Linked DNA regions of Mus musculus: regions 1, 2, 3, 4 and 5 are each linked to region 6. A link is a contact called in public HiChIP or PLAC-seq, Micro-C, capture Hi-C and promoter capture Hi-C data. All regions are on one chromosome and are shown on one strand. The core of a region is the stretch at or near the end of the contact, and the rest is flanking DNA. Distances in the headings are between cores, read along the strand shown.

Region 1 (4,677 bases), core at 885-3,384, 560 kb after region 6:
CAGGGGAACTACAAATGAAGCCTGAATTTTGTTCTAGAAATTTCTCTTGTGAAATGCTAGGCCGGGCAACCAAATGAGAGTAGAAAATAGGGTAGGGTGAGCTGTGAGCCCTCAACATCGCTCTCACCCCATTGGCCCCTCCCTCTCATCCACCCCACCACCACACCCCTCAATTCCCAATTGACCCTTTTGGTTAGAACCTTTAGGATTAATTCTAACTAAGGTGTTAGCAGAAATCTGAGACACAAAATGTCCGAAACAGCGAGTCTTCTGGAGGAGACAGGTGATCCGCCACCAACCTTAGGTGACAGAATCCCAAGGAGAAGGGGCTTTGCTGTTCAGTCCTTTAAGCCCCCTAATGATGTCATGGGAAAGGTTTGATTCTGATGCTAATGGCCCTTTGCCACCTGCCTAACCTTTTCCTAATCCCTTTGCATCAAGAGGGGTTAGGTGTCCACATCTGGCTGGGAGCTGAGAGCAAGGTTGTTTTGATGGAAGTTGTTTTTGCCATAGCATCTGCTCTCACGCTCTGCTTTGCCTTGGACTCAGCGCACCTGAGACGCTGAAGCCGCTGTCCTCGGTCTCCCAGCTTCCTGTGAAGCGGGGGTGTTATAGAAACCAGTAATTTCATTTGTGGACTTAGAATTCATTTGTTTTTAAGTCGAGGGACATCTGTCTCTTTTTGCCCCAGGCCTTCATCTGTAAAATGGAGTATGGCTAGTGTCTAATCTGGCTTCTGTCTAGAAAGTCCTGACTCATTCCAAGGGGAGGGGGGCGTTGCTGAGAGGCCCACATCACAGGATCCTCTAGGTCCAACAGGGAGCGAGGTCTTGGCAGAGAGCTGTTACAAAATGACAGTACTCTGTAGCGTGTGACCAGGGTAGCAAACAGTAGGGGGCGCTACCGTTTTCACCCCACATCTAGAGAAGATGTCTTTAGGCCACAGGAGTGAGCCAGAAGTTGTGGAGTCTCATTCCGCTGCCAGGGACTGGGTCCCTAGTGCGACACAGAGAAGGCTAGGGTATTTATGCTTCATGTACATCTCTGATGGATGTTCCAGAGGGAGCTCAAAAAGTCACTGGTGCTCTGCTTAAGGTCCCCAACCTCCAGACAAGGTTCCCCTCTCCTGTTGGCCTTCACCTCAACCTTGGATGCTGGCAGGGAGCTCAGAGAATCAGCTCCAACAACAAGCAGCTTCCTGCTTCCGCATTTGAGGGTTTCCGCCAAATGTTTTTCCTCACCTGAGTTTCGATATGGCCTTTGGGGTCAGAGGTGGCTGCCAAGGTTACCCACCTCCCCATCCTCACTGGCAGGGAGTCGTGCCCAAGTTCATAGTGGATGAAAAGATAGGTTCCTAGATAGCCCCCTCTCTGCTAAAACTCTTAAAATGTTGTTTGTTTGTTTGTTTTTAACTTTCAGTTTTGTTTTGTTTTTTGTTTTTTTTGTCCCAGCCCAAAGGCATTAGCTTTTGATGGCTACGAGGCACCTGACATGCTGGAGACGGACAAAGCCACCTCTGAGCACGAACATTTGAAATTATTAAGTGTTCATTAAAGCACCCCCGGGCGCACAGTGCTCTTAGGGATGTTAGCGTCTCAATTTTCTATAATTTCCTTATTTTTCTCTTCTAGCTAAAGGCAGATGAAAAACGAACTCGGTGCATTTGAGTCTCTGAATCATAGTTAATGTGCGACGCCCCCTCCCTTAACTGCGCTGTTTCCCTCTGCCTCCTCCAGTCTCCTTCCCTATCAATTGGATAAACTTCTTAATCCGTTTAACCCCTACTCTGACTGCCACTCGGGAAATGCATGCAAAGACCCCCGACCAGCTCTCTCTACACCCTGACTCGCTTTGGGCAGGGGTCTGCGGGCTGGGAGCTGTAGAAAAATCGAGAAGACTGCAGCACTGCATCCCCGGCGCCGGCAGGAACTCGGGGGCAGCTGTCTGGCAGGTGGCTGCAGGCTGGGGTGCAGAGCAGACCCTACGCAGCCACCCACGACCCCCAGCCCCATCGCTAGGCTTCCGGGGGGACTAGGGAGCTGCGGCTGTGCATGGACTGTTCTGGAAAAACACCAAGCTCCAATCCCCCTCCCATCCGCCCTCCTGTGACTCTGGTCTTACATGAGCAGAGAGGGAACAACAGCTAAAAGCTGTTTTTCTCTTTCCCTTTCTTTTTATTTTTTTGACAACAACCTCACATAACCTCAAAAAGTTACCCATGAATTTACCAAAAACTTTTTATGAAACTACTTTAACCTCTGGTGGGGGTTAAAAACAAGCTCTGTGGATTTATTATCCGGGGGAAAAAAAAAAAAGCGAAGCATGACTCTGTATTTGCTGGAAAATCGTCTACCAAGCTTCAACGGCGCCCCCTACAGCTGCCTGCGAGGAATAGCCAGCGCCGACTGCAGCAGGAGCTGCAGGCTGCCCAGGACCTGGCAGGACCTGATCCCCGGCGGGTGATTGGACCCCCTCCACTGCACCCCGGGTCTGCTCCGAACCCGGACACCTTGCTGGGTCTTAGTTTATATTTTTTGAAGTTCAAATGGCTAAACCAGGAGCAGGCTAATCGCCAGCAGGGTTTGTACTGCCAGCCTCGGCTGGACCCCTGCAGAGCAGGCGAAGCTTACAGTCTGAGCACGCAGGCGACCCTTGCTTGTTTGTTCCTTTTTGCTGCTTTCACGTAAATGCCACCCAGATGTACTGAAGGAAGAATGATGACCCCCAGAGGAATAAGGACAGGAGTATAGGCAGGGGCCTCGTAGGAGGCTGAGACCCAGAGAAGCTGAGCATTGCAGAGAGCAGGGTGAGAGATGGGAAAAGAGAAGACCGGGGGATGGGGTGAGGGTCCCTGTGAGAAGGAACGTGGATATGGTCAGCAACCACCCTCCCAACTTCAAAACACCCCAGCTCTCCCTCAGAACCGTGTTTTTAGGAAGCACATGGAAGGAAAGAAAGAAAGAAAAAGAAAAAGAAAAAAAAAGCCGTTCAGAAAAACAAATGTAAATCAGAGACAGAGGAGCGGGCGCTGCAGCCTGCCCAGAAGAGGCAGTAGCATGCGGCACTCAGATTCTCTGGTCCCTCACACCTGAGTCCTGCTGCTAAGGACTGAGCTTTGCTTCAGAACTGAGAGAGAAAGAAAGAGGGAGGGAGGGAGGGAGGGAGGGAGGAAGGAAGGAAGGAAGGAAGGAAGGAAGGAAGGAAGGAAGGAAGGAAGGAAGGAAGGACAAAACCCAACAAAACAAAACAAAACAAAACAAAACAAAACAAAACAAAACAAATGCAAAAACCAAACTATCATCCGGGTAATCTTAGCTCCTATACAGGGAGAAAGCCAGCTCTGGTCTCTATGAGAAAAATCTAGAATTTGACAGTAAATAGATCTTCCAGTGTTTACATGATGGTAATTCAAACTCTCTCTCTCTCTCTCTCTCTCTCTCTCTCTCTCTCTGTCTCTGTCTCTGTCTCTCTCTCTCTGTCTCTCTCTCTCTCTGTCTCTCTCTCTGTCTCTCTCTCTCTCTCACACACACACACACACACACTACTGTCAGAGATCTTTATTAAGGGGGGGGGGGCTCACTGCCGTTTCTCTTTGTCATCTAACACCCACACATTCAGCATCTGGCTTAGGAGAGCCAAATGCCAAACGCAGTTTGTCTGTATCCTCTTTTGGGACTCACCGGTTGGATTTGAGGGGAAAATTCCTTTTCTTTCTCCCTTCTGGTCCTGGAGACTATAGGAAGACAGCTGCTTCTCCACACCCCCAACTCCCTAGAAGTCCCGTGGGGAATGTGGTGGCACTTGGGGGAGGTGGGCTTTCTATTCTTATCCCAGAAAGGTCTGTACCCGTCCCCTCCTGATAGGTATGTGTCCTTTCTTCCCAGCTTCTCACTGAACCGGGTCCATTTCGAGTTTGTCACTTGCATCCAAAGTTACATTTGTGATTTGGGGGCATCTTTCCCAAGATGGAATTTCTGGGTATCCCGTATCTCCCAAACCCCCTTGCCCTGACCCAGCCTAGGCTTCTTCCTGCCCTTCTGACGGTAGAGCCTGGTGTTCTGATGCCTCTAGTGGTGGACTCCAGTATAGCACCCTGTTGCTTTAGCAGAACACACGGGCATTCCTACTTTGTCCACTAGCTATTTCCTGGGGAGCTGTTGTGGCTTCTAATCGTACCTTTCCTGTTTTCTCTCTCCACGAAAGATCTGGCTACATAGCCCAGGCTGCCTCAAACGTACGGAACTCCTCCTGCATCATAGTTGCCACCCACCAGGCTTTACCCATTGTTTCTGAAAGGGCAATCTAAAATCCCGTTGTGTCTTCCTTGTATCCTAAAACGTTGAACGTTGCAGTGGAGACCATAGAGAACCAAAGACATGTCTGCATCTACCTCTGCTAAAGTGGGTTAAATAGACTATGCTTTTGACTCTCACAAGCTCACACGTTCATGGCTCAAGTGAGAAAGGTGGTATATGTTTTCATCTGGAAGCGATTGTTCTCCTTTTACAGTTGCTTCTGGGTTCTGCTGGGTTTCCATGCGTGGTTTCTACCCTCTGCTTTCACTCTGTCATGCTAGCACACGACGCTGCTGTTCCTAAGTGGCAGAGGAGGCTCTTCATTTTCTGCTATTAATTTTTATCTGTTGTGTTCTGTTGTACTTAATTTTAATTAATTGAA
Region 2 (4,168 bases), core at 70-2,569, 830 kb before region 6:
CACCACCCTGAGTCTACCACCTCCAAGGAGGTCTCAACACAAACAGCCCCAAAACTTTGACTCATTTGTAACCACCGTCCCAGCCAGAGTGAGCCAAGCAGTCCAGACAGAGGCTATTTATAGGAGTCCGGGACAGACATTCACAATGACACACACTGGGGATCCGCGGTGGGCTAGACGCGCCAGCGCTGAGCCCTGGATTCAGACACCTGAACACAAACGGTCCTTAAATCTGGCTGGATCCAGATCATATCCCCAACCCCCGCCACGAGCACACAGCAAATCAGTCACACTGAGATGCAGGAACACTCGGACACGCACTCGGCCGGCACAGACCGCGACTCTGAACCACAGACACCAAAAGACGCGCGGAGACTCAGACAGACAGACTAGCGCACTCTACATACGCACGGAAACCCGGGACGCATCGCCATGGCCACTCCAGACACACGCCAGGAGCCCCAGACACCTCCCGGGCCAGACAGTGTCTCCCCCGCCCGCTCCCCCGCCCAAAGTTGATAAAGAGCCTAATTGCTCCATCGCCGCGGCCCCTAGGGAAAACGGAATGGAAACTTCCCCGACCCGGCTCCCCTGGCCCTCCCAAGAGGCGCGACGTCCCCGCCGAGCCCCGGGTCCGAGTCGGGCCGGGCGGGGCGCGCGCGGCGGGGACCGTGCCAGGCTCGCAGCGCCGCGGGACAAAGCCGGGCCGGCCGCCAGCTGCCGCGAGCCTCCGGGAGGGCGCGCCCCGGGCGCGGCGAGCGCAACCGGGGAGCCTGGGCGAGGCAGGCGCGCGGCCCCCGAGTCCCCACGCGATCCCGATGTCCCGGGCCGGGGATCCCACGGGGCTGTCCCGGGGGGAACAGGGCACACTCACTGATCTCCATGCTGGGGAACAAAGAGCGCTGGCAGTTGCACGCGCAGGAGACATTGGGCTGCCCGGCGGCGGCGGCGGCGGTGCCGTTGACCCCCATCAAGCGGTCACGGGCGGCGCGGGGCGCGAGGCGCGGGGCGCGGGGGCGGCTCCGGCCGGCGCGCGGGGCTCGGGCCCCGCATACAGCGAGCAGCGCGGCGCGGGCTCGGGGCGCCGCCGAGGTCCCCGAGGCGAGCTGGGTCCCCCGGCCGCCGAGCGGGAGCCCCGGGGCGGCGGGCCGTGGCCGCGGGCGGCGTGCGGGGCACGGGCGGGCGGCCGGGGCACGGGGCCGCCGGGCTCAGCCTGCGCGCCGGCCGATCCGCAGCTGAGCGCCGCCGCCCGCTCCTCATTCAAGTCCAAGGAGATCGGGTTGCGCCGCGCGCCCGCGGTCGGAGGCAGGCAGACGGTCTGACGTCAGCGCTAGACGGGGCTGCCGGTTCCCACCGCGCGGGGGCCGCGGAGGGGGCGCGCGCTGCGCCAATCCCCGCCGACGGCCCCCGCACCCTCCTCGGCCCGGGGGGCGGGCCCGTCGCTCGCGGGGCGGGCTCTTAAAGGGCCCGAGCCTAGCGTCCATGTAGACCGGTCGCCGGCGCTGCGTAGACCCAGCGCCCTCGAGACTCCGCAGGCCCGGTCCGCGGGAGCCCCCGTGCCTGCGGCGGTCACAACACAGAACAAGAATCAAGACGAAAAGTTAAGGTGTTCTCCTCTCCAACTCCTGCCCCTGGGGCCCTCCACCCAGGCTTTTGGGGGCACCCGAAGACTATAAGGTTTCTGGGGCGCCTTGGAAGAGTTTAATGCATGGAGATCAGAGCATGGAGGGTCTGGAGTAAAGACCCATCCATAGCTGTATTTCTCAGGAGACTGAGAATTAGTCTGAGCCCCTCCGCAACCCCCAACCCCGCGCGGCTCTTTAACTGGGCCTTTTGGATAGACTGGAATTTCTGTAGACACGCCCCGAGAAGCGCCCCCTGGTCCTTGCCTTGTAAATTAGTGCCCGGGACTGGGGGTGAGAGTGTGTGTGTGTGTGTGTGTGTGTGTGTGTGTTACTATTATGGGACACCCAAGCAGTTACACACCCTCACCCTCTATCTGCCGCCCCAAGGGCCACCGACTGGGTTGTGTGGCTCAGAGTGTAAAAGGGGGTCAAGGGAGGGTGCTTTTTGTTCATTAAGTTTTAATTAATTACTGGAGAGCTATGGGAACCCGTGCTCTGGCTTCAAAGATATTAAACTGTTACATAAGAGGCCTCCCATCCCTAGCGCAAAGCCAGCCTCAAATATGAAGTACGCCTCCTTGACCCATTCCTAAACTTTCAGTCGCCTGGCGTGCCTACTGTGTGCCAGAAGCACACCAGATAGTAATGTCTCCCATAGCAACTTGGGGAGACAAATTATTATTTGGCTTCATTTTACAGCCAGAGAAAGTGTTCGGTTCAGCTAAGCACAGCGGTGAAGGCTCAGGAAGACGGAGCCTAAGTTCTGCACAGCCTGATGGAGTACCTGTCCCTGCCCACGAGGGATCCAAGGACTTTAAGGGGCTGTGTCCCTTGTCATTAAAGAAGGGGAAAGCTTTCACAGGTTTTTGTTATTTATTTTTAATAGACTGGTGAATAGGTGAAGCTGAGAGAATAGTTTTCAGAGCAGCCCAGGAAGTGGGTTCCTCTGCCTAACCTTCCGTGACCTTCCTGGAGGAGCCACCGCGGAGCCCAGTGTCCTCCCAGAGGGAGGTTCCAAGGTGCTTAGTCCATTTGTTTGAAATAGCAGCTCAATCTTGCTTTTTGTTTTTAATATTTATTTTTTTATATATGTATGAATGCTTTGCCTGTGCGTGTCTATGCGACGTGTGTGTCCTTTATGTCAAAGGCCAGAAGGCCATTGATCGATCCTCTGGGAACTGGAGTTACAGATGGTTGTGAGCCACCGTGAGGGTGCTGGAAACTGAACCCAGGTCCTCTGGAAGAACAGTAAAGTACTGTTAAGGGTTGAGCCATTGCTCCAGCTATAAGCTCAGTCTTAAAGCCAGGACAGGGCAGGGGATTCATTTGTTCTTGTTCTAACGCAGGTGGCAACTGTGTCTCTTCCCCACGAGTGCGGGGCCCCAGCCTCACAGTCTTTCAAGATTGGCTAGTTTTAAATGGATCTTGGCAAAGGAAAGGAAGGCTCAGCTGCATCAGGACTGTTCAGTTCTGGGAAGGGGTTGGCGGGATGCTTTGCAAAATCAAAAGGTGGGGGAGATTTACAAAAACATTTTGTAAGTTGGAGGAATTTAAAGGTTTGAATTCCTTTGCATAAAAGTTCCTACAAGGTAGGTGTGTGTGTGTGATTTTGGTTGGGGGTAGGGGGTGTTGTGGAATACTGGCCCCTAGCAGGTTACCCTTTATGGAAAAATATTTTAAAACCATCCCCCCCCCACCCCCATGGGGCCAATAGAGATTGCTATGGCTACAGTCTTCTTCCAGCAATCCGTTCTGCTATTCTATCAACAAACTGTGAGAGTCTGGGACCTTAGCAAAGGAATTCAGTGGCGCAGCTCTCGTCCTTCAGAGGCCTTACAGGAGATCTGGCTTGTCCATCCATGGGAAACGTCTTGACCGTTGGCTATATTGGAAACGAGGAAGCTTTTAATTTAGTTTTTAACATGTGTGCATGCGCATGTATGTGTGTGTGTCAAACTCGAGGCAAGAGTCTGAGCTGCCTGCCTAACATTTCAAAATTCTCCCAGCAGCCCCTGGTCCCTATCTGTTACAGGGTATGGTGGGCATACCCCTGCCCTCTACCCTGAACTCTCCAGCCCTTCCCCCGGAGGCTCTTCTCTATATAACGCATATACAGTTTAGTTACCCGCCCTGTCCTCCTTTTGAACCTTTGACCCCTGGCTGCTCTCCTTGGTTCCCCTCTCTCCCTTGCCCTCCTCCTCTCCCTAACGGTTCAAGGTCATGACCGTTCTAGACTCTCCCTAGTGCGTCTGCCTCCGGCTGTGCTCTCCCACAAGTCTATAATAACTGGTCTCCTACCTAGGAACAGTCCTGTTCTTTCCTTTCTGTTTTGATTATTTTTCATCCAGGTCACATGTGCGTGCATGCCGGTCAGAAAATGACTTGCAAGAGTTGATTCTCCTTCCAGTTGGGTCCCCGGCAATTGAACTGAGGCCCTCTGGCTTGGTGGACAGCCAGGTCCTTAACCTACTGAGCCATCTTGCTGGCCTTTTATGTGTAATGCTAAGTGTGTGGGGGGTACCTGGGGAGGCCAGCAGGGGGCG
Region 3 (4,173 bases), core at 111-2,610, 790 kb after region 6:
TGGTGTCGTTCAATGCTCTCATATGTTGGCTTTTTGCATTGGGCCAGTTTTTGTGCCCATTTAACAGATAGGGAAACTGAGGTCAGGGGAGGAAAAAGCCTTCTCCAGGGTCCTACAACAAGGAGCAGCAGAGCTAAGTGTCATGTGGCTGTTTCATTGGGTTGGACACGTCCATACATCAGAGCTGCTGTGATCACTCAAACAAGACCCTCTGTAGATGAAGCCTTGTTAACCTTCCCTTGTTGAAAATGGGAGGACTCATGAGGTCCACCAGGCCCAGGGAGTCTCTCCTTTTCCCTACAATGTGAGCAGCTAACAGTTGCTGGGGGTGAGGGAGCTAGTGGGGAGCTTCGGTGATTTACATAGCACTTATTACATTTATTACATAGCCTTACACTTATTACACTAGCACTTATTACATAGCATTCATGAGGCCCCAAGTTCAATCCCCAGGACTGCAAGATGGGTGGGAAGAAGAAGGAAGCTGTGAGCTGGGTGCACTGGTGTACACAGGCCTCCTAACCACAACGCTGGAAAGGTGGAGAAAGGAAGGTTAGGAGTTTGAGAAAAGCCTTGAACAGGGTAAGTTCAAGGTTAGCCTGGGCTACTTACCATAAGTCTCTCTCTCTCTCTCTCTCTCTCTCTCTCTCTCTCTCTCTCTCTCTGTGTGTGTGTGTGTGTGACATACACAAGTGCAAGTATATAGAGAGGGGCAAGCTTCTCTAGTGGTAACTCCTTTGGCAGCATCACTTACCATGTCTGTTGTTCCATCTACTGTGGATAAACAGAAATAGACTTGCCAAGCAAACATGGGAATTTCCAGGTACTGAGGTTGGACCCCAAGTCACCACTTCAAAACAGCTAGGAACAGACGGTGGGGACAGAGCAGTGTGACCTCAGTGAAGTTAGTTCCGACAATGTTTACCCTGCTAGATCTCCTTGCACTGGAGAAAACCGTAAGCTATGTCAAAGGTTGTTCATGTAGCTGTATAGACAGATCATCCGTGCAGACCTCAGAAACGATAGCCTCAAAGCTGGGGGTCAGAAAGAAAATTCTAATAAGCATCACTGGCCTGCCTGTCTTCCATCACCCAGGGCCTCTGGTCCCAGCGTTAGACCCTGCAGCTCGGGGGAGGGCCTGGGGCCCTCACTAGCTCCTGGGCTCCTTGTACCAACTGGAGCAGGGAGAGTAGGGACATACCTGTGATACGGCCAGATGGGATGGTAACTTGTGGCCCTACTAGGCCCGGGGACACTGGGCAGCCTCAACATGGCAGGCGCTATGTTATAAGGAAGCCCATGTTCTCCTCTACGGCAGGCTAAGCCAGCCCCCTTTGTCTGCATCATTTGTCGTGGGGGACAGGAAAGAGGAGTGAGGGATGATCTTGCCAAGAACAAGCAGCCGTGAAGAGACCCGCACATCTGGAGCTGGTTAATGGGACAGCTGCCTTCTGTTGGGTGTGTATGTGTGTGCATTTTTAATTCAACAGCAGCAACAAAACTCTTTTTTCTCCCCTTAAATGAAGTTAAGAGTTTTAAAAGCTGCCCTTAGTTGACTTGGGTTGTCTGGCTTTACAGTAGTTTATAAGGAACAAGTACCCATGGGTCCTAGTGTTGACTCTGACTGGCCTGGCTTGTACCCTAAGATACGCATCCGAAAAGAAGATTCCGTCAAAGAACGTGGGGAATCAGTCCTGAAGAATGAGAACACAGGCCCAGTGTTCTGCCCAATGGTGCCTGCCACTCTCCACTTGGTCATGGGCACCTCCTTGGGTCAGAGGAAGGTCAATTCAACGGCAGAGTGTCTATACCCTACTGACCACCCTTGCAGACTGATAATCTAAATTTTAATCTCTCCAGGCGACTCTCATGAGCAACCGGAGACCTCCATCTGGGAGTGACAGTGTGTTTGTTAGGAAAAGAGTAACAGCGAGTGTTAGTCAGAGGTGAGGGGCAGACCAACCCCGTCCAGAAACTCAGTCTCATGGATATGACTCTGCAGGGATGCACGGATGTGACTTCATCCATCCACCCTCCAATCAGGGTCATCAATGTGACATCTACAAGGAGCTGAGGTCTCTCAATGGCCTCTGCAAAACTCTGCTCCACAGGCCTGGGGGAGCCCAGGCAAGGGCAGGGCAGACAGGAGCCTCCCCTCAGCTCTGGGTGTTCCTTACTTTGGGTGTTGTTTTTTAATCTATATTTCTTCTTTGATAATGTACAACTGCGCATCTTCTGTCTGTCACAGGTACTAAGAACAAGATTTAGTGTCCCAGTTATTGCCTCTCTGTGGCCTTGGCTGAAATCCAGGTGTCCACAGAGTCAAGCCCCTTCTAAGAAGAGCCTCAGGGGAAGGCTCCAATGCCGGGGGCTATGCTCAATTCCTTGCCTGGATCAGGGTCCCAGTCTTTGCTGACTGTGAGGCAGGCCTTTGCCTCTAACACTATTATCTCCTCTCTGCTTCCTGTGAAGTCCCTTCAGCTAAGATGACCAAGTCTCACTCAGGCACCCAACATCTGTAACTTCCCTTTTGCCTTCTTCTTCTCCACAGTTTAAGAATGCTACCTCCCACCCCAACCTCTGCTGTTAAGGGCCCCTTCGGAAGGATGAGGACAGCAGCTGCCTTCCCCTTTGAAAGCTCTAAGATCCTAGTGAGTGCTACACACACCTTAGGCCACGTGAGACTGCACACACGTGGGACTTGTGGCTGTGGCCACGTGAGACCGCACACACGTGGGACTTGTGGCTGTGTGCTCATCCTAACCCATCTGTAACCAAGTGCAGCAACCACTAGTGTTCAGCTGGGTAGACTGTCCATGATGACCACCAGGTTGGGAAGCAGAGGCCCTCCTGTCCCACACAGCCTTTAGCTGCAATGTTCTGTAGACAGCATAGGTAGGATCTGCTGTGCCTGCCTTCCTCACTCCTGGCTTCTGAATGACACGGCAATAGCGTGTCCCCACTCAGTCCAGCAGAGGACTTTGCTTCTTGCTTTTCACTGTACAGGTAAAATGTCTCCCATATTTGTCTATCACAGGGACGGGAACCTTCAACATAGGATGGGTGGTGTCTCGCCCCTGCAAATATGGCTGTAGCCTAGGGCTCCTGGAATGTCCAACAGCCAGGGCTGATGTGGGATAGGCAGAGGAAAAACTGAAGAGACGTAGAGAGGCCGTCTTCATGTTGTTATTCCCAGAACTTGTTCAGGGATGGCTACTCTTGAGTGTGCCTATGACAGAAGATGGCACTCTGTTCAACTTCCCTGAAGCCCCCCATCCTGCTCCTTTCAAGGAAAAACTACAGGTACCACAAAGAGTGGGTTCACCAGCCTGTGGCCAATCATATAAGATGGTTTGGTAGTACAGAGGAAGGACCCTTGAACTGGGAAGGCTGGGATGTAGTTTATGGTTCGGTTGCTGCCAGCTCTCTCTATTCACAGCTACACTTAGGAAACAGTGTGCAATGATTACTTCTCTTTTGCTTATCTGTAGGGTAATTACAGTTGAAAGGATCTTTTTTATCATTTTCTGGGAAGAGGGCTGGAGGAGCATGTCCCTCCGCAGTTTCAGAGAATGTTAGCATAGTTAAGAGGCTGCCTTTTGTCTTTAAACTGCTCCCTCTGGTGGCTATGTGGTGAATAGATTTGAGAGCCTTGAGGAATGGGCTGAGGCAGACTGATGTATGTAAAAGAGAGGGTCTGTCTATAGGGAAAGCCCACTGAATCTCCCAAAGGACTAGATATGGGCAAAAAGGACACGAGGATGGTCCCGAGGGGCTCAGTGTACTCAGGAAATGGGAATGGAAGAAAGAGTGGGGTCTGAATAACAGATGGGCAAGCCCCAGCTCTGTAGTGGGGCAGAGGCTGGGGGTGTCTAAGTAGGAACTAGAGAGGGTGAATTCTACAGAGAGGTAGTTGTGAAGCTCAGACAGCTGTGTCCCTTTCGAAACAGACCTCTGAGATCCTTTGTGCTGCCTGTCACATCAGAGGAAGTGTAGGAGGGGGCTGGGGCAGGAAGCATCGTGCACAGAGTGCGGCACACACAATGAGGTCTCTAATGGAGCTAATTTCAATCAGGCCACCATTGTCAGGTGTGTGCTCACAGCCACCCTCAGCAGCAGTGGGCACAATGGCAGGCAATGAGCACCAGGAAAAAGATGTTGAGGGGACACAGC
Region 4 (4,794 bases), core at 877-3,376, 760 kb after region 6:
TACCTTGCCAACTGCACCCCCTTCTCCTGAACAAGACCTGAATAGCTCTGTCCACTAGCTTACCAGCTCCGTTGGCCCTGGCTGATTCTGGGTTACAACTCCTGTCCATGGAGGCGAGGTCCCTCTAGGGAGACAGGTTGGAAAGAACACTGCAGAGAACATGAAGGGACACAAGGGTCACCCAGGCTCAAACAGCCCAGGATGCTGTAGGGCCACTAGCCAGTGCTCTAGCTGGTCAGTTAAGAAAAGCTGCTGTGGGGGTGGGGTAGCACTGGGCCAGCAGACAAGGGGACCACTGCTACAAATGCTCAGAAGTTGGGGACACTCCATCAGAGAGAGAGAGCAACAACAAACCTTGTATCTCAAGAGAGAAAGAGCAGGGGACAGAAGATTCGGGTGGGAGGGTCCGTGCCAGGGCTCAGAGGCCTGCAGGGTCAAAGACAATGCTGAACTGGAGGCCAATCAGGAATCCATTTTCAAAAGAGCACCCCCTGCTGGTGGAGAATGGTCTGTGAGGAAGGGAGAAAGAAGGGAAAAGAGAGGGAGGGAAGGGCATGGCGGTGGCTTATTCTGAGGTAGGGGACAGGCAAGAAGGGACAAATGCATTCCTGGAGAAGGGCTGGCCTTTTCGCAGCCTCTTCTGCCCTTACCATGGTGCACGTTTTCCAATTTAAATTTGAGCTAAATTAAACTAATTTCGCTTCATGGAACCTCAGAATTAACGGATGGTCCAATGACCTCAAAAGAGCTGAAGTGCAAGAATACAAGTCCTCGCGCGCGCGGTGGGATAATGGAAAATGTTTATGGGTTCTGACCTGCTCAGCCACCGCTGGGTTTGTGAAATTAGCACATTTGGGTACCAGTGTGTATTTCTCCTCCTCCAAACAAAACAAGAACAACAGATAGGGGTGTGTGCCCCTGGCTCCCATGGGCACCCTGGCACTGTGTTTGCAGGTGTCAGCACCTGCTTCTGAGTTATCTGCACCTCTCATCTGCCCCTCTCTGGCAAGGCAGCTCCCAAGGGAAAGCACGGCCTTAATTAAATTATCGAGAATTATTTTAAGTTTCATGTTCTCCCTCATGTTACTAAAAAGTGTTTGCTGTCATAATGAAGACCGCATGTGCCCTGGATCTAATTATTAAACCGTTAGATTGTTTCATAATTCCTATTAGCTGCTTTGGTGAGAAAAGGCAGATGTATTCTTTCTTTCTCGCTTTGACATTTATTTTCTGTCAATGTGGTTTGTCTCCGCCTGAAGGAGCTGAGCACGTATAGTGGTCTTAGTGGGGGCTGGAGGCTTGCTGGCTGGAGCTGGGCACTGGCACCCCCACCGTCCATTGGCTCCCCACCCCCACCCCGTGTCGGCCTGGGGTAGGAACCCAGGCTAAGTTCCTCAAAACTGTGTTTCATTCTGTACCAGAGTGACTGACTGGCCTTATTGCTGGGGCACACCCACCGGTCCCTTGGGACCTCGTGCCAGGCCTGCCTACTTTCCTTAACGCCTCTAAATGTCTAGTCTATAAAAGATCAACATAAAACAGCCCAAGTAGAATAAGTAGATGTTTGATTACATTCTAGAAGGTTCTATTACTTCAACTAGGAAGCTTCGAGGCACTCCCTCGTCATAAAGTTTAAGTCATCACAGCTAACTAAGCAAAACAGATGTGTCTCCAAATGCAAGCTAAAACATTATAAGAAAACAGAGGACAAATTACAGTAATTTGTGGTGCCTGTGGATGTGTGTGTAAAATCACGAATAATTGGAAGCAAGATTAGTGAAGTCTTTTCAGAATGTTCTACCATGAAATATGTTCTGGAGCGGGGTGTGTGTGTGTGTGTGTGTGTGTGTGTGTGTGTGTGTGTGTGTGCCAGCTTTGGGGTTTGCAGTTGCCAAGATCTCAAGGCCCTAAACACTGGTCCTAGGGTGAGGCTCCCATGCTGACCGCTTCAGTAATCCCCCTAGGGAAGAGATCATCTGCTGTGTGCCCCCCCCCAAAAGCAGGGCTTGTTAGGCCCTAGGCCCAACTGTAATTTGATTTTTGTTCCCCTGAGACAGCGCTGATTAGGGCCGTCAATTAACTGAATCAGTTCCAGGAAAAGCTGGAGTTGCAGGCAGCCTGGTGTGCTTCAAGATACTGGAAGGGTATGTGGGCTACAGCTGCAGGAATGCTAGGAGCCTGTCATCTAGGGCTGACCTTAGGCTGCAAACAGACAACAGCTTTGTTCTTTCCTGAGACCTCATTGCTGAGAGCTGTGGCCCTCATTCACTCCAGTGCTGGATACTCAGAGAGAATGGAAGGAGGCCGTCAGGTGAGGTGGAGGTGCTGGCAGCGTTGGTGGCTGCAGACTGCCTGCGATTGTTAGAACCATCTCCTGGTGCTCATTCTTAGCATGGACATGCCAGCCAAATCCTCCCCTGCATGCCGGAGGGCTCCAGGGTTAGGCATGGCCATGTTATTCTGCGTCTGGGTCCTGAGGCTGCCAGCAGCACCTTGGTTTCTGCATCCCAACACATGGAGCTGATCACCCCCAAGCAGATGCTGCATTCAGAGGCCTCGAAACCTCATCGTGAACCATTTGGGAGAAACCCAAAGACTTCCCCTCCTGGAAAGGCAACTCTGGCCAAGAGTAATGTCAGCGGCCCTTCTCAGGAGGACCCCAAAGTTGCACGCGGTACTTTCTCAAAAGCTGGAGGCCAACTCAAGGAAGCCTAAGTTAGAAGTTCAGTGAGCACAGACCAGCGTGCCATGCTCGAGTCAATCCCCAGGCTACAGAAAGACAGACACCCTCACAGGCCCTTGAAAGGCAAGAGATGGCTCAATAAGTGGGTTAATTTGCATTTAATACAAGTACAAATTGCAGCAACCTCCAACCATAGCAACGAGCAATTACATTAGGCTGAAATTAAATGGGGGAGGGGGTTAGGGAATACAACAAGTCCCTTCTTGGCTTTGAGAACAGTGGGAGAATGAATGACCCTGTGACTTCATGGACAAGTACAGAACTCCTTGCTTGAAAGAACACACTCTTTAAAAAAAAAAAAAACACACACACCTATTTGTTTATTTTATACACAAACACACACACCTGGGTATGTGTACCCCATGTGCATTCAGCAGCCTGTGAAGGCCAGGAGAGAGCAACAGAGTCTCTGGAACTGAGCTAACAGAGCATGATATGAGCCACTGTGTGGGTGCTGGGAATCAAATCTTGAGTCTTGTACCGGAACAGCCAGTGCTCTTAGCCACTGAGCTGTCTCTCCTGCCTTGGAAGAAGTCGTTGTTGGTGCTGGTGCCTCTCCTTGAACGGTTGACTATTGTATAGAAGCCCATGACTTCACTGAACCTAACTGTGTCATTTGTAGCCCAGTATGACTACGGTACCGCATGTGGTCTGTGCCTCTGGGATTCTTCTTCTATTTCTTCCTGTTGCGGGAGCTAGAGTCAGAGTTTGGGGCCTGACATCCCCCAAAAAGGCCAGGTTATGCTACCCATTCCCTACAGGCCAATTAAACACCTAGTAAGAACCAGGGGGCGGGGGAAATGTGATTTATTCAGTACAACTACATTGGGAAGATAAATAGAGTCCTAGTGACCCCTAAGTCCATCTGTGGAGTCCTGACATAAGATTTAACTTTAAATAGAAGAAGGCACGAGGCCTGCACAGTTTAGCAGTCCTGTTCTAGCTGTGGCCGCGTGAACCACTGACCCATCACTGTCTCAGGCCCCACTCATCACTGACCCGTCACTCTCTGGGCTTTACTATGTTCTGTAAGATGGTCTGACACGCTGTCAGACCTGTGTGAAATCTCTTTCCAGGAGACAAGGTCTCTCTCTGGCTGGCACAGGCTTCAGTGTTTTCCAAGCATCAAGTTCCTGGGCAATTCCAATTTCTTGGGATCCATTGTCTTGGTAGTCGTGATAGTCTTGTACCACTGTAGCCAAAGGAGGGACTTGTGTCTCTTTAGCATATTTTCATTCCTTCCAAGACAGTTCCACCACATCACTCCCGTCCGGTCCCTTTCTCAGACCATGACTTGTGTATTCCTTCCCCCACCCCCCTAATTTAGCTGACATTTTACTTAAGATATAACACTTGGGCAATGCAGTTCACAAATCTTGGTTGGCGATTTTTTCTTTTTTAACATATGATGGCACCCTCAGTAAGGCATTAGACACTTCGGCCCTCCTGGAAGCTCACTTTTCATTGTCTTCAGAATCAATGGCACGCCAGAGGCAAGCCCTTTCGATTGACACAAAAGGTACAGTCAAGACAGTCTTTTATCTCAGGAAGGTTTTCTTTTTTTACTTCCCAAACTTCTCTTCCATCTTACTGAGGCTCAGAAAAATCTAGAATACTCTCAAGGGGCAAAGCACAAATGAGATGGGCTTCAAAGGTTCCTTAGCCATGACAGAAATACCCAACACTGAAGCAGATCTAAGTCCTAGTAACGGGGGTGGGGGGGGGCATGGGGCCATCCTGGAGGTCCATTTCAGCAATGAGGTCCTTGGGTCTCTTAGGCGATGCTTTCAGAGGTCCCAACGCTGCATTTCCAGGAGATTTATTATCTTAAATTATCTTAATTGTTTCATGAATGTGAACTTGATATAAAGTAGCTTCCTGAAGTACGTGGCCGAGGAAGGGAAGGAGATTAATGACCTAATCAAGCATTTGGAAACAAGTAGCCCTGCCTCGTGGACAGAGCACGCCACAATCTTCATTTACAAATGTAATTATATTGATTGGGGAGATGTATTCCTTTGTTTCAGAGAGTGGATCTTATAGTTTGAGAG
Region 5 (4,190 bases), core at 578-3,077, 990 kb before region 6:
GTATCTGAGAATGAGCCTGAACATCTAATCCTCCTGCCTCCACCTCCTGAATGCCAGAATCACAGGGTACCACCAAGCCAGGGTTATAAGGTGCTCGGGATGAAACCCAGGCTTCGTGCATGCCAGGCAAGCACCGACTGAACTACATCTCCAGGCCATAATACTTCTTTTTAAAAAACGCAATGTACCTTATGCTAATAGCATCATTTCCTGCAACTTTTTAAAAGCCTTTAAACACACACATATTTATGTGTATTTATATATGGTAAGACATGTATACATATACATATATATGTATACATATATGAGTGTGTATATGTGTGTATGTGTGTGTATATATATATATATACATATATATATATATATATATATATATATATATATATATGTATATATATATATATATATATGGCAAGGTCTTGTTATTTTATTGTACTTTATTTTCCAACTTCAAACATATCGTCTATACATAACATCGCCCAAAGCTGCTTCAATCTAAGAAAACTCAGTTTTAGCTTTCTCTATCCCACAAGGCATCAGTGTGTAAGAACGATGCACCGTACCTTTTTCAGGGCTGTGCTTTCGTCCAAGTCTGGTGTTAACTCTGGGTTCTCCTCGGCCATTAGCACATTCTCTCTCAGCAGGTGAAAATGTATCCGCTGCAGCTCCTCTGGTGGGTACAGCTCTTCCGGGATGCTGACCGTCACGCAATGCTGAAGGCTGAGCTGGGGCTCTGGGTCGAGCCACAGCACGGATGGCAACTGCAGTATGCCTTCCGCCTCTGGTACCGTCCCTGAAAGCTCCTCAGAGTGTGGCACGCTCAGCCATCCCAGCCCCTGTAGGTGCACATCCTGGGACTCCAGGTGCACCGTTTGCAGGGTCAGGATCCGCCTGTCGCTCTCCACCGGGGCCCTGGCCTCCAGAAGCAGGCAACTGTTCTCGGCCTCCACCTCCTTGACAACTCCCTCCTGGGCTTCCACTCTTTGTACCCCGTCCTCCTCTTTCTCCTCCTCTAGGTCTCCAGGCTTCAACTTCTGCTCTTTGATCTGGGTGAAGTACCCAGAAGGGACAGGGACCTCAGCGGCAGCCATGGTGACGACCCCTGATGGAAAAAGAGCGTGCAATCTTTATGGGGTGCAGAGGTGCTGGGGCCTAGTAGACATGGGCTTTGATCAAGGTGCACAAAATGGGATCAACATTCCAGGCCAGTTTGGACTCTGTAGTGAGTCCGTGTCTCAACCCCACACCCATACCCTGCAAAAATCTCTAACGGGATTTAGGTGATATTCCAACATTCTAAGTCCCAGGCTGGGCTCGGGATGGTGAAGGGTGGTAGTTTGCGTTGGCATGGTTCAGGGCTGAGCACAGCCGGGGTAAGCCCCCCAACTCTGTGGGACACGCGAGGTTTTTAGGGCAGAGCAACCTCTCTTTGGCCTCGTGGCGCTTGGCAGCCATGTGCACACGGCCCACCAGCCTCCATGCCTGCCTCCCAAGCTCGGCGCCCCGCCCGTCCTGCCCCGCCCAGCCTCACCCCACCCATGCCCATGCTCCCTGGTGCTCCCCAGGAGGCAGGGGCACCCCAGGGCCTCACCACAGAGGCAGGGCCTGGACTGTTGACCGCGTGGCCGCCACCTTGCCACCTCGTGCTAAATTGCTCTTCGTGCAGCAGCCGCTGCCACCACCTCCCTCTACCAGAGCCCTGCGCAGGTGCTGGCGGGAAAGGGGTGGAGCCAAGGAGAGGAAAATGGTGGAGATGGAGGAATGGAGTAAGGGTCCCAGGACCCCAAGGGGGCGCTGGAGTCCTCGGGGGAATGATGGACAGAGAAGAAAAGATGGAATCCTGGGAGTGGGTGGAGTCCTGAAGGATGAGGGACAGAGTTGTGGAGTCTTGGGGGTGGGGCACTGTAATCCTGGGGCAGATGATGGACAGAGAGGGAGAGATGGAGTCCTGAGGGGGCGCTGGAGTCATGGAGGGGATGGTGGACACACAAAGAGAGATGGAATCCTGAGGGGGCGCTCGAGTTTTCCGGAGGAGATGATGGACAGAGAGGGAGAGACGGAGTCCTGAGGGGGCGCTGGAGTCCTGCGGAGAAGATGACGGACAGAGGGGGCGCTGGAGTCCTGCGGAGGAGATGATGGACAGGAGTGGTCCTGAAGGGGGAACTGGAGGCATGGCAGTGGATGATGGACAGGAAGGTGGAGGAGAGGTCCAGAGGGGCGCTGAAGTAACTTAAGGACGACGAAGTGGAGAGGAACCGACCTGGAGACTCTGGGAGGACCGGCAAGGTAAGAGTGCTGCAGGAGAAAGACCTGCAAGAGTCGAGGGGGCCTATGTGCAGGGGGTGCTGGAGGGTAGGATGGGGTTTGAGAAGAATCTTGCGATGTAAACTGGAGGCCCACAAGCCTCGTGGGTGCAGAAGTGGTAAAGGAACTGTAAGGGGGAGACGGAAGGGACAAGGGAGGCCGAAGGGAGACTGATGGAAACAAAGTTCTGTTGAAGTTTTGGAATATTGGGGAAAAAAAATCAACTGGCTTCAAATGCTGTCTTTGACCTTGTGTTTATCTTCAAACTACCTTCAGCCTCTATCAGTCAGTTGCAGGGCACCATCAGGTGGGTGGAGCCAGGACAGCGATGCAGAGAGGAGAGGCAGGAGGCAGGAGGCAGGAGGCAGGAGGCAGGAGGCAGGAGGCAGGAGGCAGGAGGCAGGAGGCAGGAGGCAGGAGGCAGGAGGCAGGAGGCAGGAGGCAGGAGGCAGGAGGCAGGAGGCCTCCGTGGGCTCTGTAGGTCTCTTTCAGCTCTTTCCACTTGATAATGTTCTCAGCAGAAGCATTCTTTGTGGGCAGGTGTGTGTGTGTGTGTGTGTGTGTGTGTGTGTGTGTGTGTGTGGAGTGGATGGAACATGAGAGTGGAAATTGGGGGGACTGTGGTAGACACAAAGGCCAACTGGATCTTTTCTTCCCTTGGAATCCCCCCCACTCGTCCGAGATCTTTTCTTGCTATCCCACGACTAGGCGTTTTGTTTTGCCTTTTCTTTTTCTTTTTCTTTTTTTTTTTAAAGGCATGGCTTATAACTCTCAACATTTAACACATTTCAAAAATGTAGTGTAATCATGTTTGCTGGTTGTGAAGAAACATGTTTGTTGGGATAATTCTTAAAGGACAGCACACAGTTTGAGGAACAGGCTTTTAAAAAAATTAAATAAACTAGCCGGTTTTCCAACAGTCTTGATTCAGACACATTCCCCAATACCTGAGTGTGGATCCCCCTCCTGTCTGTAGCCAGGGAAGTTAGTGATGTCCCCATGGATGCTTCTACTTCTAGCCTATTCTCCTCCCACTTTCTCATAGCTATGTCTCTTATTTGAATATAGCATATATGCAAATATTTTTTTAAAAAAATCAATAGTGCAACAAATGGAACTCATTAAATTTAACATAAACTCTCGTATCGTTCATGAGTTAAGAGTCTTGGGCCACTGTCTTTCTTCTCACGTCTGAGATTTGTGTGTCTGTGTGTGTGGTCACACTTCTTGTGGCAGTTGACTGCACGAGGGTACAGGTGTGCGTAGCACTTGTGGTAGGTTATCTTGTCACAGCTATACTTCTGGGCAAGCTGACGAAGGGATAGTTTGATGGTGCCACTGCTCAGGCGCAGCATGAGGTGCAAGGTGGACTCTTCCTGGATGCCGTAGTCCGACAGGGTGTGACATCCTCCAGAAGTTTGCTGGTGAGGATGGTCCAGTGGGATGCCTCCCTCGTCTTGAATTTTGACCTTGACATTCTCGATGGTGTTACTGGGCTCTATCACAAGAATGATGGGCTTTCCCGTCAGGGTCGTCATGAAGTTCTGCAAGTTGGTGTCCTCTCTGCCTCCTTGAGGAAGAGAAAGACTTTTTAAAATAATAACTTTTTAAAAAATCACTTCAGTGACTTTTCTGCTTGAATAATAACTAACTACCTGCCCAGTATCTTCATGAGTAATTTTGCATCTAGAAGATTTTCTCAGGATATATATTTTAGATTGATGTAGGACAAAAAAAAAAAAATTAAAAAAAAAAACAATTAAAAACCTCACTGCTATCTCTCTCTCTCTCTCTCTCTCTCTCTCTCTCTCTCTCTCTCTCTCTCTCTCTGTGTGTGTGTGTAGCCCAGGCTGGAAAGCCTGGAACTCTGTAGCTCACTCAGCTTG
Region 6 (4,228 bases), core at 1,090-3,589:
CTCTGTATGTAGTAAGTATTTAATAAATGGTTGCTGAGTTGGCTCAACTCAGCCATCTTTGTTTATGATTCACAAAAGTTACTTCCTAGGGGAATGCCAGGGCCAAAAAATGGGAATGGGTGGGTAGGGGAGTGGGGGGGGGGGACTTTTGGGATAGCATTGGAAATGTAATTGAAGAAAATACGTAATAAAAAAAAGTTACTTCCTTCATTAGAGGGGAGGATTTTGTTGAATAGGCAGGCCCTATTGTCTATGAATGTGTGTGTGTGTGTGTGTTCATATGTGTGTGGGCACACGCACATGTGAGTTTACATATATAAAGGCTGAAGGTTGGCCCTAGGGGTCTTCCTTTAGTGAATCTCCACCTTGTTTCTTTGCTAGACGGTTACAGTTACTTCTATATTCATTTTGTGTTCGCGTGTTTGCTTGAGCAGGACGCAGTACTCACCTGTAGGTTGATGACAACCTACCAGAGTTGGGCTGCTTCTTCCCATGCGGGAAGTGGGAGTTGAACTCAGATGACAAATGCCTTTATCCATAGAGACATCTGAAAGGCCCCGCCTCGTTTTTTGAGACAGCCTCTCTCGCCGAACCTGAAGCTAACCAACTGGGTAAGAATGGCTGATCATGGAGCTCCAGGGACGATTGTCCCCACCCCCCAGTGCTAGGATACAGCCCATCTTTTTATAGGTGCTGGGATCTTCAGGCCTGTACAGCAAATATTTTACCTCCCAAGTCATCTCCCCAAGCCCCCCAACATACTCTGTGGTCTGTAGCATACGCAGAGACCTGCGCACCTGCAGCTCCAGCTCCTGCTCTCATAGGCTGCAGGCTATGTCATGCTCACTCCTGCCCCACCTCCCAGCGTCATTCCTTCAGATGACATCTTGCTGTGGACTGGCCTGGGGACTGGGGACATAGTACTTCTCCCACAGGGATCAGCTTAAGCCTGCCACCCTCTAGGAAAATTGCAAGTTGTCTCGGCCCCTCCTGAGTGCCTTGTGCCTCACACTGTATTTGCAAACACCAGAGAATCGGGATAGAACACTTAGTACCCTTTACAAAATGTGTGAAAACATGCAGTTGCTGTAAAAACTCTTTTTCGAGAAAATAAGATCCAATTAGTGTTGACTTCTGCGTCAGGAAAGCCAGAGTTTCAAAGGAATCCCCTCTGCTCATTCAGCTACTGCCGTCTTCAGGGCTGGCCTGCTCTGGGCTGTTTGATGGAACCTCCAAAGCTGAAGAAATCCATACCATAGATGGCTTGTAGGTGGGGACATAAGGTGGGTGGTGCCTGCAGGGTCAGTGGAATGGAGAGCTATGTGATGAAACTGGCTTTGGTAGGGTTTTTTTTTTTTTTTTAATGTTTTATTTAATTCATTCTCTCTCTCTCTCTCTCTCTCTCTCTCTCTCTCTCTCTCTCTCTCTCTCTCTGTGTGTGTGTGTGTGTGTGTGTGTTTAAGTCGGTGTGAGTGGGTACCTCTTAGTCAACCTCTTAGTCAATGGACACATTTTGGATACTGGTTTGCACCTTCCAGATACGGGACTAGAACTCTGGTCCTCAGGCGCTGCAATAAGTGTCTTTTCTCGCTCAGCCATCTTGTTTTGCTAGTTTTAAAGGCTGATAACAGAGAAGAAATGTAGATTAAAAGTGACATATAAGACTGGAGGTCACAGCCGGGCGTGGTGGCGCACCCCTTTAATCCCACTTGGGAGGCAGAGGCAGGAGAATTTCTAAGTTTGAGGCCAGCCTGGTCTACAGAGTGAGTTCCAGGACAGCCAGGGCTACACAGAGAAACCCTGTCTTGAAAAAAAAAAAAGGAAGAAGACTGGAGGTCACTGAGCTCTAGCCCCAGGCCTGGAGTTGTCAAAACCTGGGCAGTGTAGGGTAGCAGCTGACTCCTTTCAAATGACTTCCTATAAGCTCCCAACACTGCTGTCTTTTCCTCTCCAACACAGGTGACAAAGTGCAGAGGCAGCTTGCGCCCACTGCTGAATGGTGACCTTTCTGGCGAGCGTTAGGCCGAGGAGGCGGCCTACGCGGAATAAAGGGGGGATCCGAGTGCCTAATTGTCAGGCCACTGCAGTAGCCACGGCTGTCCCTGGCAAGTGAGGCTTCCTCGAGTCCAGGAACCTACTGCCAGCCGGGCCAGGGCAGTAGCCAGAGCTGGAGCGCTTCCAGGGGCTCGCGCGCCACTTGCCCCCCAACGGAGGCCCGGAAGGCGCAGTACGGCCCGCGCCCCGCCTCCGCCGGCGCCCCCTCGCGCCCCGGGTGGGCCCTGCAGGGCGGCGCGGCCCGGAGGCGGCGGGGAAGGCGGGGCGCCGAGGCCGGGCGGGCCGGGGCGGCGCCGAGCCGGGCCGGAGCAGGGCGCAGGGTGCTGGGCGGCCCGGCCGGGGTCGTGGGGGGGAAGATGGCGAGCGTGGGGCTGCAGTTCCAGGCCAGCGCCGGGGACGCGGACCCCCAGAGCCGGCCCCTGCTGCTGTTGGGCCAGCTGCAACACCTGCACCGCGTGCCCTGGAGCCACGTCCGCGGGAAGCTGCAGCCCCGGGTCACCGAGGAGGTGAGCGGGCCGCGGCCGCCATGCGCCTGCCAAGCCCAGGCCCTGGGCCACGGGCCCCGCCTCGCCCGCGCGCCCCGCCGGGCCCAGGGCGCAGGCCCGCGACAGGCCTAGCCGTCTGTCCCCAAGGCCCTGGCTGCAGCGAGGCCCGGCCTGTGTCGCCGGCCTGCCCGGGCCGAGCCACCTGCTTCCGCGCCTCTGGGCCGGGCCCTGCAGAAGGCCCAGTGGCGGCTTTCCGCGTGGCCTCTGGCCTCGAGACCCGCTTCCATGGCCACTAGCCAGGGCCCAGGAGCCGGGCCTCCAAGTGTTTGAAGCAGAGGGTCCCCAGACAGGCCTTGCCAGCGCGAGGCGCAGTCCCACGAGGGTGGTAGGGTACCAGAGAGCCACACATGCCTGGTGGCAGCGGCTAGGGTGCCTTAGACAAGCAGGCGTGGCCCGCAGGGCGCATCTAGCCACACAGCACACGTGTTGAAGCCCGGTCCGTCTCATATCTCCTTTCTAATCCAGCTCTGGCAGGCAGCTCTGGCCACGCTCAACCCCAACCCCACAGACAGCTGTCCTCTCTACCTGAACTGCGCCACAGTGGCAGCTCTGCCTTCTAGGGTGAGCCGGCATAACAGCCCGTCCGCAGCCCACTTCATCACCAGGCTCGTGAGAACCTGCCTGCCTCCTGGAACCCACCGGTGTATCCTGGTGAGTGCTGGGCCGGTGAGTGTACCCCAGCCCGTGGCCCACCTCAAGCACAGCAGGCTGGCCCGTGTGATCTCCCATTCTAACCCTTCAACCACCGAGTGATTTACACCGGATCGGTTTGCGTGACAAATCAGAGATGCCAGCCTAGATTTATTGAGGCCTGGGCTTATGTCTGTGCCCTGCTCATCTGTCTGGGAAAGAGTGGACAACATCTGGTGGCAGACATTTTTCTCACGCAGCCTCAGGTTACTGGGGGGGCACAGCCGTCTGGGTTTGTAGAGCTGCTATTGGGAGAGTCCTGGTGGTGTCCCTTTGTGGCTTCAGCCCCACCTTGCTTCTCTCTCACTACAGATGGTCTGCGAACAGACTGAGGTTTTTGCCTCTGCCTGTGCCTTGGCACGGGCCTTCCCACTCTTCACACACCGCTCAGGGGCATCCCGGCGCGCAGAGAAGAGGACAGTCATGGTGGAGTTCTTCCTGGTGGGACAAGACAATGGCCCAGTGGAAGTGTCCACCTTGCAAGTGGGTATCTAGAGGCAACATGCCTTCTGGGAGCACAGGTGGAGAGCTCTTCTCTTCTCTCCCCCTGGGAAGAGCTACAGTGCTTTTCGGGAATCCCAAAAAAGGGTCTTGGGTTGTATTTTCAGGTCTCCGTTTGGTGCAGCTGTGATTTGATTATGCATAGTTGTCCCCTTAAGTGGGGAGCACTTTTGTGTGTGACAGTGGGAGCACCTTTACGTGTTAGGTGGGGAGCACCTTTATGTGTTTCGTCTCACTGGAGCCTCAGAGGAAACTCAGGCAGGCTGAAAACCACTGCCAGCCTGTCAGGCAAGGGAGGTGCCTGACCTAGGTTGCCTTCCGTTGCCTTGACCCGGCTTCCACCCAGCAGCCAGAGGCCAACTTGTCCCTCCACTTTGGCTTCAGGAAGGCTGTTGCTTGAGCCTCAAGCAAGCACCCTACTTGAGGGCTTTGCCCTC

The links. Promoter capture Hi-C pulls out the DNA fragments that hold promoters and counts their contacts. Hi-C and Micro-C count contacts between places; a contact is called where the count stands out from the background. HiChIP or PLAC-seq counts read pairs in DNA pulled down with a chosen protein or histone mark. Capture Hi-C pulls out chosen DNA fragments and counts their contacts.
Region 1: a contact with region 6 is called in a promoter capture Hi-C map of liver, with 2.4 times the contacts expected there. The contact joins the enhancer-like site here to the promoter of Npepl1 in region 6. A contact is called at or near these places in 4 of 39 promoter capture datasets (the 3T3-L1 cell line, liver and pre-B cells), 3 of 484 Hi-C or Micro-C datasets (LSK cells, embryonic stem cells and palatal mesenchyme), 1 of 115 datasets of contacts at active chromatin or transcription factors (astrocytes) and 2 of 9 other capture datasets (adipose tissue and embryonic stem cells).
Region 2: a contact with region 6 is called in an HNF4G HiChIP or PLAC-seq map of pancreatic cancer cells. The contact joins the promoter of Pmepa1 here to the promoter of Npepl1 in region 6. A contact is called at or near these places in 3 of 39 promoter capture datasets (hippocampal neurons and liver) and 3 of 115 datasets of contacts at active chromatin or transcription factors (cardiomyocytes, embryonic limb bud and pancreatic cancer cells).
Region 3: a contact with region 6 is called in a Micro-C map of palatal mesenchyme, with 2.3 times the contacts expected there. The contact joins the enhancer-like site here to the promoter of Npepl1 in region 6. A contact is called at or near these places in 2 of 39 promoter capture datasets (hippocampal neurons and pre-B cells), 2 of 484 Hi-C or Micro-C datasets (embryonic stem cells and palatal mesenchyme), 7 of 115 datasets of contacts at active chromatin or transcription factors (craniofacial prominence, embryonic limb bud, embryonic midbrain and 3 more) and 1 of 9 other capture datasets (embryonic stem cells).
Region 4: an H3K4me3 HiChIP or PLAC-seq map of craniofacial prominence shows a contact between it and region 6, with 6 times the contacts expected there. The contact joins the enhancer-like site here to the promoter of Npepl1 in region 6. A contact is called at or near these places in 6 of 39 promoter capture datasets (the C10 cell line, embryonic stem cells, frontonasal cranial neural crest and 2 more), 4 of 115 datasets of contacts at active chromatin or transcription factors (craniofacial prominence, embryonic limb bud, large pre-B cells and 1 more) and 2 of 9 other capture datasets (adipose tissue and embryonic stem cells).
Region 5: a contact with region 6 is called in a capture Hi-C map of embryonic stem cells, with 3 times the contacts expected there. The contact joins the promoter of Ctcfl here to the promoter of Npepl1 in region 6. A contact is called at or near these places in 3 of 39 promoter capture datasets (hippocampal neurons, liver and pre-B cells), 3 of 484 Hi-C or Micro-C datasets (B cells, the G1E-ER4 cell line and embryonic stem cells) and 1 of 9 other capture datasets (embryonic stem cells).

The regions. Positions count from the first base shown.
Region 1 is chr2:174,671,792-174,676,468 of GRCm38.p6, forward strand. All of the region lies in intron 3 of Zfp831 (zinc finger protein 831), which reads left to right. Among named protein-coding and RNA genes, the nearest start is that of Zfp831, 31 kb to the left of the region's middle. Within about 2 kb of position 2,135, at least 105 of the 459 cell types and tissues checked have an H3K27ac peak or open chromatin away from gene starts, as enhancers often do. A contact at or near this core is called in adipose tissue and liver, where this site is marked.
Region 2 is chr2:173,275,214-173,279,381 of GRCm38.p6, forward strand. It overlaps Pmepa1 (prostate transmembrane protein, androgen induced 1), which reads right to left and starts at 1,320. Exons shown (of 4, transcript NM_022995.3): 1 at 875-1,320. The coding sequence starts at 971.
Region 3 is chr2:174,902,436-174,906,608 of GRCm38.p6, forward strand. No RefSeq gene overlaps it. Among named protein-coding and RNA genes, the nearest start is that of Gm40017, 14 kb to the right of the region's middle. Within about 2 kb of position 1,361, at least 14 of the 459 cell types and tissues checked have an H3K27ac peak or open chromatin away from gene starts, as enhancers often do. A contact at or near this core is called in palatal mesenchyme, where this site is marked.
Region 4 is chr2:174,870,000-174,874,793 of GRCm38.p6, forward strand. No RefSeq gene overlaps it. Among named protein-coding and RNA genes, the nearest start is that of Gm30537, 8.0 kb to the right of the region's middle. Within about 2 kb of position 2,127, at least 43 of the 459 cell types and tissues checked have an H3K27ac peak or open chromatin away from gene starts, as enhancers often do. A contact at or near this core is called in craniofacial prominence, where this site is marked.
Region 5 is chr2:173,117,698-173,121,887 of GRCm38.p6, forward strand. It overlaps Ctcfl (CCCTC-binding factor (zinc finger protein)-like), which reads right to left and starts at 1,828. Exons shown (of 11, transcript NM_001355185.1): 1 at 1,592-1,828; 2 at 564-1,102. The coding sequence starts at 1,091. All of the region lies in intron 5 of Gm40011, which reads left to right.
Region 6 is chr2:174,108,012-174,112,239 of GRCm38.p6, forward strand. Npepl1 (aminopeptidase-like 1) reads left to right here and starts at 2,340. Exons shown (of 12, transcript NM_213733.2): 1 at 2,340-2,561; 2 at 3,066-3,251; 3 at 3,603-3,773. The coding sequence starts at 2,412.